Linked DNA regions of Mus musculus: region 1 is linked to region 2. The links are chromatin contacts, called in public ChIA-PET maps. All regions are on one chromosome and are shown on one strand. Each heading gives the region's core, a stretch centred on a gene start, on an enhancer-like site or on the middle of the called end of the contact. The rest is flanking DNA. Distances are from core to core; before and after follow the strand shown. Region 1 has its middle 24 kb from the start of Gm35524. Region 2 overlaps Rbm33 (RNA binding motif protein 33).

Region 1 (5,889 bases), core at 1,851-4,350, 130 kb before region 2:
AGAGCATTTGCTTAGGCTGTGAGAAGTTCAAGGTACTATCAAAAGCATATAAAATCAGGCAGAATAGCCCACGTTGTGACCCCAGCTCTTGGAAGATGAGACTGCATGATCATAAATTCAAATTCACTCTTAGCTACAACCGCAAGCTTGAGGCCAGCTTGAGTGACTTGAGACTGTTTCGAAAACAAACAAAAACGGCTGGAGAGATGGTTCAGTGGTGAAGAGAGTGTGCTGCTCTTTTAATGTTTCCAGCACCTGTCTATCAAGTGTCTCACAACCACCTGTAACTCTAGCTCCAGAGATCCACTCCCCTCTTCTAGCTTCACAGGCTCTGTACTCTTGTATAATGTACACCCTTCCATAACAGACACACATGCATGCCAATAATTAAAATTAAAGATAAATCTTTTCTTAAAAAAAGTTTTAAACAGCATTGTGTGGATGTGTCCCACCCTCTGGGTAGAGTAAACGTCCTTTGAACGGTATAGAGGCACTCTACCAGCCTCCTCTTTGTTGGAACAACCTTGGAGCACTGGCCTATTGAGAAACTTTGGTCCCTGGTCCTAGGAGGAACTCTCAAGTGACAGGACCATCTTCCTTATTGGAGATAAGAGGCACCAGTGTCCTAAGCCACAGTGCTAAGCAGCCAGGGCTTCAGGCAGGTCTCCCCCCTCCCCCACCTTTGACCCTACAGATTGTCTTGGTCTCTTCCCTCAGCCAATTATCCCATCAATTTTGTCAGTGAAATAGGGCATAGGTCAATTCTACATAGCAAGTTGTCATAAGGTTCCAGGTCACCAACTGCACTGATGAGAGGACAAGGCTTGACGCCATGGGTCGAGGACACACAGGTTCTTGCAAAGCTCCATGTGTCTCTTTCAAGTGTCTGGACCTGATTTGTGCCCCTTGTTATAAAATGTAAACAGAAGCACATTCTCTACTTCTGTAAGTTATCCAGGGAATTATCAAAGCTGAGAGACCAGGGGAACATCTAACGTGGTGGCCAGCAGGACAAGAGTGCAGGTGCTTCAGGGACCACACAGAGCTGGCATCCAGCCAGGGTGTTTCACTGACTCTCGGAGCTCAGTGTCAAGGTAGAATCATCTCCCACTGACTGGTTTCAGAGGGGAGCCAGCAAAGGAAGAGGGTATTACTATAGCCACTGTGTAGCTTTTTTCAGAGTGTGTCACCTATTTATAGACATTTAACACACAACAAAGATGAAGCTGGAAAAGGGTATTTTGTACTTTGAGAGATGCAAATGGGTTTGTAATGAATCCACTGTTTCAAATCCACAGACAAAGCTACAGCATACATTTGCTGTGATGAAACTTCACCCGGAATTCTTTACTAGGAATCCCTGCCAACGCATTTCCCTTTTCTGTTTTTTTTGTTTTTGATTTTTTTGTTTTGTTTTGTTTTGTTTTGTTTTGTTTTTGTTTTTTTTTTGTTTTTTGTTTTTTGGTTTTTGGTTTTTGGTTTTTGGTTTTTCGAGACAGGGTTTCTCTGTATAGCTCTGACTGTCCTTGTCCTGGAACTCACTTTGTAGACCAGGCTGGCCTCGAACTCAGAAATACGCCTGCCTATGCCTCCCGAGTGCTGGGATTAAAGGCAGGCGCCACCACGCCCGGCATTCTGTATTTTTTCTTTTTAATAATTTATTTATTTATTCGCTTTACATCCCCATTGCAACCCCCCCTCCTCCTGGTCTTCACCACACAGCCCTTCCCCCAACCCCATCCCTGGGTATCAGCCCACCCTGGCACTAGGAGTAGGTGATCCTCGCTCACTGGTTTTGTTTGTTTGTTTGTTTTGTTTTTGTTTTTGTTTTATAATTTTACTGTCGAATCTTAAGTCCGAAGACCTCTGATCTTGAAGGCAGGTCTACCCCACAGTATCTCTGGGCAGTGCGGGCCTTCTGCTCTGGTGGTGAAAGTTCTTTCTTTCGCTTTCAGAGGCACGGAGGACTCAGCACTGGGCATTTTGACTTAGGAGGCAGGAGCTGGGAAGTCTGTATTTGGCCCTGCTGCCAACATTCTTATTATCCTTCCAGCTTACTGAGGGCTTTTTTTCTTCTCCTGCATCCTCATCTCTCCCCTGGGCTTTTCTGCTGCACAAAACAGGAAAAAGGCAGAAAAAGCCCCCCTTCAGGTTGACCATCCAGTGGGCATAGGAAGTCAGACATTTTAAAGCCAGCAAAGGCTCAAGAGTCCCCTGTGCAAATATGCAGGATAAAGGGGTTCAGGGCAACTTGTAGTTCTCCAGCAGGTCTCAGTTGCATTTCAAGATCACGTCTCCTCTGTAGCTGAACACAGGGAGTCCTGAGACTGTCACCCACTACAATGGGGATTACAGTTGTCTTTTCCTATGTAGGGAACGTGACTTTGCAACCATGAACTCTCACTTATCTGATGTGAGCCTTCAGTTTGGGAGCTGACCCCTGAATACCTGTTGTTCTGCCTCTCTGTCCCACCCAACACCGTGTTAAGTTATTCCTGGTGCCATTCCTTGTCCAGCACCCATCAAGGGCAGATATGTCCAGTCTTTGGGGCTTTGGCTATAAAAGGACTGCTGCCATGTTTATGCAGCTTGGACAGTATGATGCAATGTTATGGGGATAAGGAAGGTCCTTCCGATGTTGGAAAGGTACTCTGGGGTGCATCACAAAGCTTTCCTCTCCCCTGTGTAACCCCAGGCCTTCCTTGGGCATCTGGATGTATCACTCAGACCAGGGACACCTTGGGATTTAAACAGCACTATCCCTTGCATATAAGCCAATAGTGACTGAACATCCACACTTCGGGGCAGGCAGTGCCCTGAGCTCTGAGATAAGCACTGGCCTATATGTCTATCATTCTTATCATCAAGTCCAGGCAAGTAAGTTGGAGCTGGTCTCAGATTCCTCCTTTATGCAGTGCCTTCCAAGGCTGCAGTGAGTGTGAGGTTGTAACGGGCAAGTGGCTCCAGGGTGAGTGCTCTGCTCCTCAGGCAGCTGCCTCCCCAGGCATGGGTGTTGCCTACTGGGCACATTAGGGTTTGAATGTAAACTGTCTCCCACAGGCTCGTGTGTTTGAAGTGGTTTCTGACGCTGTTTGCACAGCCTGTGTAGGTTTTAGAAAGTGAAGTGATCACTTTAGAAAGTGATCCTGGAGGAAGTGGCTCAATGAGGGCGTGCCTTGAGGCTTTTTGGCTTCGCCCTACTTCCTGTTTGCTCTTTCCTGGAGTGTAGATGTAATGTGGCCAGCCTCCTGCTCTTGCCACACTTTCCCTAATATGACATTCTCTAACCCTCTGGAACTGCGAGCCAAAATGAATCTCTTCTCCTCGGAGTTGCTTTTGTTAGGTTTGTTTATTGTGGTACGTAACTAAGACAGGAAGCTGGGGAATGCTTGCCATCTAGACTCAGGTCCCCAACTTGTAAAGTAGATTGTGGTGGTGAAGTGTCAACATATCAACGACTGGTGAACCATTCTTTTTTGTTTCTAGAAAACACCAGCCGCCTAACTTCTGACTGAAGAATAGCCTGACGTTGCCAATGCTGCAGGTGCCATTCTGTCACCTAGGCCAGATGTGGCAGCATGACACAGGAGAGTTCACTTCCACCCTAGGTATCCAGCTGAGTCAGACGTCTGAACTTTAGATGCCAGCCCTTGGGCCAGTGCAGGTCCTTGGTTTTCAGCCTCTGACTGAGAGTCACACTCTTGGACTCCCTGGATCTCCAACCCACACAGAGAGGCTGTGGGCTTTAGCTGTCGGTCACAGAGCAAATTCATTCTCTCTCTCTCTCTCTCTCTCTCTCTCTCTCATCTATCTCCCTCTCTCATCTATCTGTCTCTTTCTCTGTTTCTCTCTGTAAGACTCTCTCCTTTCTTTCTTCTTTAAAAAAAGTATTGCTCTCATATATTACAACCCAACTGCAGTTACCCAGCCCTCCCTTCCCCTGGTCTCTCTCTCCCACCTCTACTGATCCTCATGTCTACCCTCCCTCTGCTTCCCCTCAGAAAGGAGCAGGCCTCCCAGGGACATCAACCAAACTCAGCACGACACAGTATCAGTGGAGACCATAAGACCCAGCACATAGCATCACATCAAGACTGGACAAGGCAACCCGGTGGGAGGAAAGGGATCCCACAAGCAGGCAAAAGCATCAGAGACAGCCCCAACTCCCACTGTTGGGAGTCCCACAAGAAGACCAAGCCTCTCAGCCATAACACATATGCAGAGGGCTTAGGTAAGATCCATATACACCCCCTAATATCTGTGACCCCCACGAGTCCTGGGCAGTTGATTCTGTGAACCATGTTCTTATGGTATCCTCAACCCTTCTGCAGAGCTAGCTCTCTCAACAGCCCCCAGTATTTGCCTGTATCTTTACCTACACTTATATCCAAATCAAAGTTTATAAGCAAATCTACATTATGTGTCCATCTGTATCAGCATCTGTTTCTATTTCCGCATTACATTCATAGTCATATCTACCTCTATCATAGCCATGTTCATATCTATCTACATCACATCTGTCTTGGTCACTGTTCTATTGCTGTGAAGAGAAACCATGACCAAGGCAGCTGTTATAAAGAAAGCATTTACTTGAGGCTGTCTTACAGTTTCTGAGGTTTAGTTCATCATCTTCACAACAGGGAGCATGGCAATATGCAGGCAGGCACTGGTGCAGTTGCTGACAGCTACAACATGATCAATAGGCAGAGATAGAGAGACAGAGATAGACACAGAGACAGACCCTGGGCTAGGCATGGGGTTTTGAAACTTCAAAGCCCATCCCCAGGGACACACTTCCTCCAACAAGGCCACACCTCCTAATCCCTTTAATCCTTTCAAACAGTGCCACTCCCTGGTGACTAAGCATTCAGATATATGAACCTATAAGGGTCATTATTCAAACTACCACAGTATCCATATTTGTGTCTACCTATATATCCATGCCATGCCCACATCTACACCCATGTTCACATATACATCTGTGTTCACATATATACACATATCCACATCTACATCATGCCCACATCTACACCCATGTCCACATCTACACCCATATCCACATCTATACTCATGTCCACATCCACACCCATGTCCACATCTACATCTATGCTCTACTGATACTTATACCTGACAGCAATATCTACATGGAATAACTCCATCTGCTATTGGTTAGTTTTCTGGAGAACTTAGCACACAAAGGAATAAGAACAATCCTCTTCTCTGTGCCATGGAAAGGGCTGCATGCAGTCATTGGTGCAGATTTCTGCACAGGGAGCATTTCCTACTCACTGAGATGGCTTAGTCTGCAACTTTTTGATATTTTGGCATGATGTCTTCTATAGAGTTCATGTTCTAAAACTCCCCAATTACACTTACACACATTTATAGATACAAACACATATACACATAATACACATGCATATTACATATACAAACGCACAAAATAACAAAATACCTCAGTGTGTGTGTGTGTGTGTGTGTGTGTGTGTGTGTGTGTGTGATGGCTCAGCAGGTAAAGGTGCTTGCTGCCAAGCCTGACAACCTAAGGCTCAATCCCTTGCACCCACATGGTAGAAATAAAAAACCAACCTTCAAGCACATACTAAATAAACAATTAAAATATTTAAAGTCTCAGTGTTTTAAATACATTTTATTTCTAATAGGTTTTTTTTTAAAAGTTGACTGCATGAGCCAAGATGGTATTTATATAACTTAGCAAGCATCCTGGGTTGGTACTGTGCATCTCAAGGCCTGTTCTGTCTTCTAACAGACCTCTCAGAAGCCTCTTTAAGTATTGCTTGCACAAAGATGCTACAAGTAAAGCATAACTCAAGTTCTCACCACTTGACAACCTGGAGGCTGGGACTTAGCCAACTGCCCAATGAACCC
Region 2 (6,702 bases), core at 720-3,219:
CTCATGTTATGCTTAGGAAGAAAAGTGCCATATAACTGGGGCACTTTCTGATGCCCTATTCAGTCTTCCAGGAACACCACAGGTTGGAGATCAACCACATCTTTAACCATGGCCTTTGGAGGATATGTAAGATCATGGCTATCAGTGGTCAGGACACCATTGTCCTTAATGCAGGTCTGTGCTTTGTTCTGGGAGTTGCAAAGATCATCAAGTTGCAATCATCAAGGTACTGCTGAGCCGGCTGGGTTTTACTGAGATTTCCTATATCTTGAAAGATTATTGGCAGACAATATATACATATGTATATCTTTTTTTTTCTTTTACTACATTCTATTAGAGTTATATGGTAGTCAAAGAGAAATCGAATATATTTGAATCTTTGAAGTGAGTCTCTTTTGTACCTCAGGGGCTAGCCAAGATCTGCTTCTGTGATACTACTAGCCAGGACATAGGACACTTAATGGGAGGAGAGGCTATCTGGGGACTTGCCCTTCAGGGTAAGATCTTTGGATTCTAGTGTTTATGCATTTTGGTGAGGCTTCTGGCTGCCCCAGTTACTCAGGGAGGAAGGACATGCTAACAGCAGTGAGATCTAATAAGAGCCTGCAGAGAAGCCATGGTCTCAGTTGTCACAGCAGATATGACATGAACTGAGGCACTAGGCATTTGTGGTGATTGAGCTGCATACAAAAGCAGGCCTGCCTTTGTGGATGGAGCTCTGTAGTAAACTGAGCACTCCGTGGATTTTGAGTGTATAATAGGTACAAGCAGAAGTAAAGTGGGATGGGCAACATAGCAAGGAGACCTGGAGAAATGAATGGCTTCTGAGTGGAGTAAAGGAGTGGGTCTTTCTGGTATGTGTGTAGGGAGTGGGGTGTGTAACTGTAGCAGTTCCTAACTGAAGGAAGGGCATTGGGTTGAGTACAGAGAGTAGGAGAGTCTGGAAATGGGCCTTGCATAGGTTCTTTAGGTCTTAATTCTTAGAACAGTGGGAGCCACTTGAAAGTTCTGATGAGTTGATGGTCTCACTTTGTTTTGCTGGCTTAAGGGAGGGAAAAAAACCTAGGAAAAAAAGAAAATTGGCAGTTTTGTTTGTTTTCCAGATTTGGGGTTGGATTCTATTTTAAGCATAATATAAAGAGGACATAAGGCATAACTAATCACCTTAGTGTTGAGGTTGTGATGAATAGAAGCATAACATTTTAACCCTCCGTTACTTTGGGAAGTACCAGCCTGATAGAGAGTTGCACACCCGTCTTTAGTCCCAGGCTGATGTAGAAAGTTCCACATCCCCTTCTTGTTCTCTGGAGGTGCCTGCCCATTCTTGAGCCTCTATTTTTTATTGCTCAGGACTGCTGCTGTTCTGGGATCCCTGCTGGTGCTTCTGCACATACTTTGTCCTGCCTGCTGACTAGAGCTTCTCATGCTTTAGAGCTTCTGGTCCCTGCTCTTGGAGGAGCTTTCTGCCTTCTCCCCATGTTTGTCACTAGACCTTAGGACAGTGTCAAGGGCATTAGAAATACTTGAAGCTGAAGGTGTCTGCATAGCTGGATTTCTGGTATCAAAGAGGTGGAGAGGACATGGAATCTCTGCAAAACATCTGAGAGTGAACAGGATAGTTGTCCCCTAGCCTTGTGAGTGATATTAGGAAGTGAGCAATACAGGAGCAGGGCCTGGAATAACATTGGTCTTTACTGTTTATCTTTGCAACCACCTTCTGCTTTTCCCTTCAAACTCCTTTTCATTTGGTTTGCTGAACAGGATTGTTTTGTGAGATCTGTTTGCTGTATTTGAACTTTAAAACTGCTCACATTTATTTTGGTGAGAGGGTGTGCCACTGTTTATGTGTGGAGATCAGAAGACTTACGGAAGTTGTCTCTCCATCATGTGGGTCTCAGGGGTTAGAGCTTAGTCATCAGGCTTGCCATCAAACACCCCTACCCACCCACTGAACCATCTTGTCTGCCTGCTGTTTTGAACTTTGAAGTGGTAGATCTGTCACATTTGCTAGTTTGAAACTGTTACTTAGAGGACATAGCTCTGCCCTACTTGGTTGGTTCTGGCAGAAGCTAGCTTTGTAGGGCAGTCTGGCAGCACCTGGGCACAGCCTAGGTAGCTCAGATGGAAGTAGAACTGACTGTAACTGTGGTCTTTGGTATATAGGACAAGACCATGAATAGAGTTCTGAGGAGACTGTTGGTGACATGGGTGGGGCAGTAGGTAACAGATTTGCACTGGGCAGACCTGCAGGAACAAAATTGCCCCTGAAACCTGAGCTCTTGAGTTTGAAGACCCAGTTCACAGCCCCACTGCTTAGGAAGCCTTCATATTGGAAAGGACCCAGAATCTCACTTCCAATACATTTTCCTTTTCACCTGGTAGATTTGTGCCATCTGCCCTGGACAGCGTTGTTTCTCCTCAGAGGCTTTTAGGGTTTTGGTGGTTTTCTTGTTTTTTTACTTTTTGTTTGCTTGGTTTTTAATTTAAAGACTAGCTAATTCTTCTCTCATACCTAACTAATCTCAGAGTGGAGGATTATTACAAGGTGAATAACCTGAATGACTGACACGCTCTCGTATAGTAAAACGTGTGCTAAGTGAATCCCCATGAAGGAAAGTCCAGTAGTTAGGTCTGGCTGCTCAAGTAGCTTTTGTCTTCTGGATTTGCTTTGTAGTTGTTTTCTGGACCATTATCTGAAATAATGTCCAGATTTCTGTCCCCAGTGTGCTTGCTGGCATGTAAGCATGCCTGATGAATGTAAGGTACTCTCACATCTCATAGCAGCACCCTAGGCAAGGAGGTTAGGGCTGGCCTGTTTCTGTCCTGTCTCTCATGTAGTCCAGCAGTCTACAGAGAGAAAATAGAGTTCTACACATATGTGTACTTAGAAACTTTACATAGCTTGCATATCTTTTATTGTGCTGATCCCAAAGGAGCCTCCTAGAGATTGCTGGGATAGGCCTGTATTGTTGTCCTTAATAGAAACCTGTGCAGCAAGGGTTGTGGCTGTACCATCATCTACACTGCTGGTGACAGTGAAGTGTGGACTTATCAGAAGGAGAATTCATAAAGAGGCTGCCCTGGGACACCATGCCACTGTCCTTCTGTGTGTCCTGACAATGTTATCAGTCCTTTCAGTGCTGAGTATCAAATGTCTGTCATGAGTACAGAAATTAATTTAATGTCACCTGAAGACATGCAATTAATCTTTTAGAGGTTTTCATAATACCTTTACAGAAAGAGTTGCCAGTTTGGCGGATTTGGATTTTGGGGTTTAGAAGAAGATAAGGAAAATTAATTTTTCATCAGGGTTAATACAAGCTAGCAGGGCCACAAAGGCTGAGGAAAATGATTGGGGAATTTGTCAAGTGTTGTCACTCCAGAATAATGCTGCTTAACGCCTGATAGGTATAATCAAGGGCTGAGGTTCTATGGAGAGGGATTAATCAATTTGCCTGCTAGTGAATGCAACTCAGCGATACCACTTCTTCATGGGCTTTAAAGAATGAAAATAAGATTTGATCTGTCAAATTGCAAGAAGCCCTGACAGTGTCAATGGGCATTTTTATCTGTACATTTAAACCATTTGTTATAAATAAATTTGTCCTGCTAATGTTGATGGCCACAAACCTCATTTTTTGTAAAATTAAGCTGATAAAAAATATTCCCTGATCTTACTTAATTCAGATAGGAATTTTAAAACCAAACATTAGTCTTAAGGGACATTTTTATTTTATTCATTAAAAGACAGTCATTTTAGAGCAGTTCAACAGCATGTCTCTACCTGGTGGTCATGATGGCTGTAACTTCTTCCCCCTCATGGCTCTGGATAAACCACTGTCTATGCCAGAAGTTAGAGCGCGCACCATGCTGCCTGGGGAGACTGGTCTTCCTGCAGATGTGCTTTTGTATGGGGACACCATCTGGCACCTACTCAGGGACACTGGTTTGCTTACATCTCAGCTACAGATTTCTAAGATGCTTAATTTGAAACAACAGTATTTTAATACTTTTGCGACATAGAGACTAGAGGTATAGGGTATAAGCAAGATATAGGGTAGATTTAGTTTGTCTTGACTCTCATTCAGGTTTGTTTATGTGCATGACTATAGATATAAGAATGTGTTCCTGGCAATGGCCCATTATCCAATCTGTTGACCATTTTCTACTAGTGTTAATCCAGAGTCTACTAGTAATTAAACTTGGCCTGAAATTAGCTTTTTGTGTGCAAAAGTCCAGAATTGACCTCCACCCAGTATAAGCTTGTGGAAAGGCAGATGCCTCATGGGAGCATGGTTCTCAGAAAGTCAGGCTGTTGCCCCCTGCCTGTCAAGAACTTTTAGAAGTTTTTGTCCTTGGGGAACAGGAGATGCATCCAGGTAGGCAAGGCCTGTTCTAAGTGCCTACATTTTTCAAAATATAGGTGATTCAAAACTAAAAAGTGAAGCCAGGTGGTGGTGGCATGCGCCTTTGAACCCATTATTTGGGAGGCAGAGGCAGGCAGATCTGTGAGTTTGAGGCCACCCAGGGCTACACAAAAATACCCTGTCTTGAAAAACAAAACATAAATAAATAAATGTGATTTGGTTATCTCTTTTTGTACATATTGGAGAATTTCCATGGTAAAATGTTTTTAAATGTAAGTACATAGCCACATATTGTAGGAGCCAGCGACCTTCTTGCCCTCCTCACTGTGGCCAGTGCCTCTCAGGCTGGGATCTGGCTGTCTACAGCTGTATCATGCTTAATTAACCATAGGTTAATTAAGATTTGAATCACCTTGGTGTGAGATGCTTTTCTGTCTTCCAAGAGTGGACTGGCTAACACCTTGATAAAGGTTTGTGGGTGTTTCTGAGGGTGTTCTTTAGTAAAGGTGCCTTTTCCTTTGGATGTTGGTGGCTTTGTGGTCAGCATATAACATGGGCCTCCCATTCCCCTTTTTCTCCTGAATGAGACTGAACTAGGTAACATTTTTACCTTAGCACTGTGGTAGAATCCCCTGGGAGAAGGGAGTTTTGTGTTTTTCTTTGTGAAAAATGTCTCTTCGTCAATTCTGTGTCCTTGCTCCTTAGAGCTCTAGTCTTTTCTCCTTGGGTTTTGAGACAGTTTGGGTATGTGTTTTTGTAGGATTGGCCCATTCATATAAGTTGACTGATATGCTGGCATAACGTTTATAACATCCTTTTCTCTGCCTTTGAGCTACATTGTTATGGTCCCTCTGTTTTCCAGTTTGAAACATTTGTCCTCTGCCCATTTATTTTTCTTACTCAGCATGGCTAAAGGAGTGTGCTGTTTGCTGTTTTCAGAGTAGCCTTTGGGGCTGATAGAGAAGTGGCTTCTCTGTATCTGCTCTTGAGTGGGACCTTCATTGTCCCCTTACTCCTTTGTTTGGAGTGGGAGCTGGTTCCTCTTAAGATCTCAACTTGTTCTTGAAATACCTGTAATATTTGAATTAGTTCACTTTAAATGTTGTTTTTAAATCATTTTTTCTTACCATGTTTTCCTTAGTTCTGCATAGCCTTTCATGTCATATTCCTCCTCCTCCACCACCCCAGCCTCCAGGCACCCTGAGAAAAGTGCCTGGACACTCGGTGGCTTCTTTTTGTCTTCAAACAGGACCACAGCCCCAGAAACTTGTGGGTTTCATGTCTATACAGTTTTGTTCTAGGACAATTGCTGGGTCCTTTGGGGGAAGACGATAGTACATATATACTTGGTCCTGGCAAACAGTGCTTTGTTACCTCTTCTTTCACTGTGTTGATTCCACTGCCTCAAAAATGGTTGTTTTCCAAGTCTGTGAAGTTTTAAGGAGACCAGACTCGGCAGTTTCTGCATGCTGCAGAGGGTCAAAGTTCTGCTCCATTATAACAGCTTATCTTTTCTTGGGTCACAGTTATACTGGTTGCTTTTCCTTGAAGGCCCCTTTCTTCCATTAAGTGGTCTCTAAACGATAACTTAGGAGATTTTCTTTTTCTTTTTTTTTTTCCCCTGTGGTTATAACAAAATACCAAAGACTGGATGTAGAAGAAAGGTTAATTTTGGTTCTTGGTTCTCTAGACTGGGAAATTTTAGAGCATGGCAACCAGGATCCCAATTGTGAGGGTTTCATGGAGGAAAGTCAGACAGATGCTTGCAAGGGAGAGGTGGGAAGGCAGGAGAGATGTAAGAGGCCAAGTGCCTTTTGACAGCTTTTGGCATAACTAACCCATTCTCACAGAACAATATGAGGGTGGAGTCTCTGTGACCAAAACACCTTCTAAAGGCCTTATGACCTCTCATACTACTGCACTGACAAACTTGAGAATGGTTGTGTTGGGGATAAACTATAATCACTTCTATAGCTGGATGGGAATGGGAGATGGATATAGACATGTACCTCTTTTGAAATCGTTTGCACCCATTTACCATCATGGCTGTGTAGCCTGTGTGAGAAGGTTACCAACCATCACCAGGTCTATGTCTCTTTACATCAAGAAGAGTACAAGTACACTCGTCACTTCTCAAGGGCCAGCATCCATGTCTACTACTGCATAATGTAGCAGGGCAGATTCTGTCTCACTCACCAGCCATTCTTTGAAACACTGCTGAAAACTGCAGATTGCTCATAGGCCCTACCCACAGGCTGTCTTTATGCTGCTGCTTGATAGTACATGGGCATGGGCATGTCTATGGTCATACCTCATGGTCCTTGTGGTCAGAAGC

Evidence for each region. ChIA-PET counts read pairs in DNA pulled down with a chosen protein or histone mark.
Region 1: a contact with region 2 is called in an RNA polymerase II ChIA-PET map of memory CD8 T cells, with 77 read pairs. The contact joins two enhancer-like sites. A contact is called at or near these places in 2 of 484 Hi-C or Micro-C datasets (CD4 T cells and memory CD8 T cells), 4 of 115 datasets of contacts at active chromatin or transcription factors (CD8 T cells, embryonic stem cells, memory CD8 T cells and 1 more) and 2 of 9 other capture datasets (adipose tissue and liver).

The regions. Positions count from the first base shown.
Region 1 is chr5:28,266,726-28,272,614 of GRCm38.p6, forward strand. No RefSeq gene overlaps it. Among named protein-coding and RNA genes, the nearest start is that of Gm35524, 24 kb to the right of the region's middle. Within about 2 kb of position 3,101, at least 98 of the 459 cell types and tissues checked have an H3K27ac peak or open chromatin away from gene starts, as enhancers often do. A contact at or near this core is called in CD8 T cells, memory CD8 T cells and regulatory T cell precursor, where this site is marked.
Region 2 is chr5:28,401,007-28,407,708 of GRCm38.p6, forward strand. All of the region lies in intron 15 of Rbm33 (RNA binding motif protein 33), which reads left to right. Among named protein-coding and RNA genes, the nearest start is that of 9530036O11Rik, 63 kb to the right of the region's middle. Within about 2 kb of position 1,970, at least 29 of the 459 cell types and tissues checked have an H3K27ac peak or open chromatin away from gene starts, as enhancers often do. A contact at or near this core is called in CD8 T cells, memory CD8 T cells and regulatory T cell precursor, where this site is marked.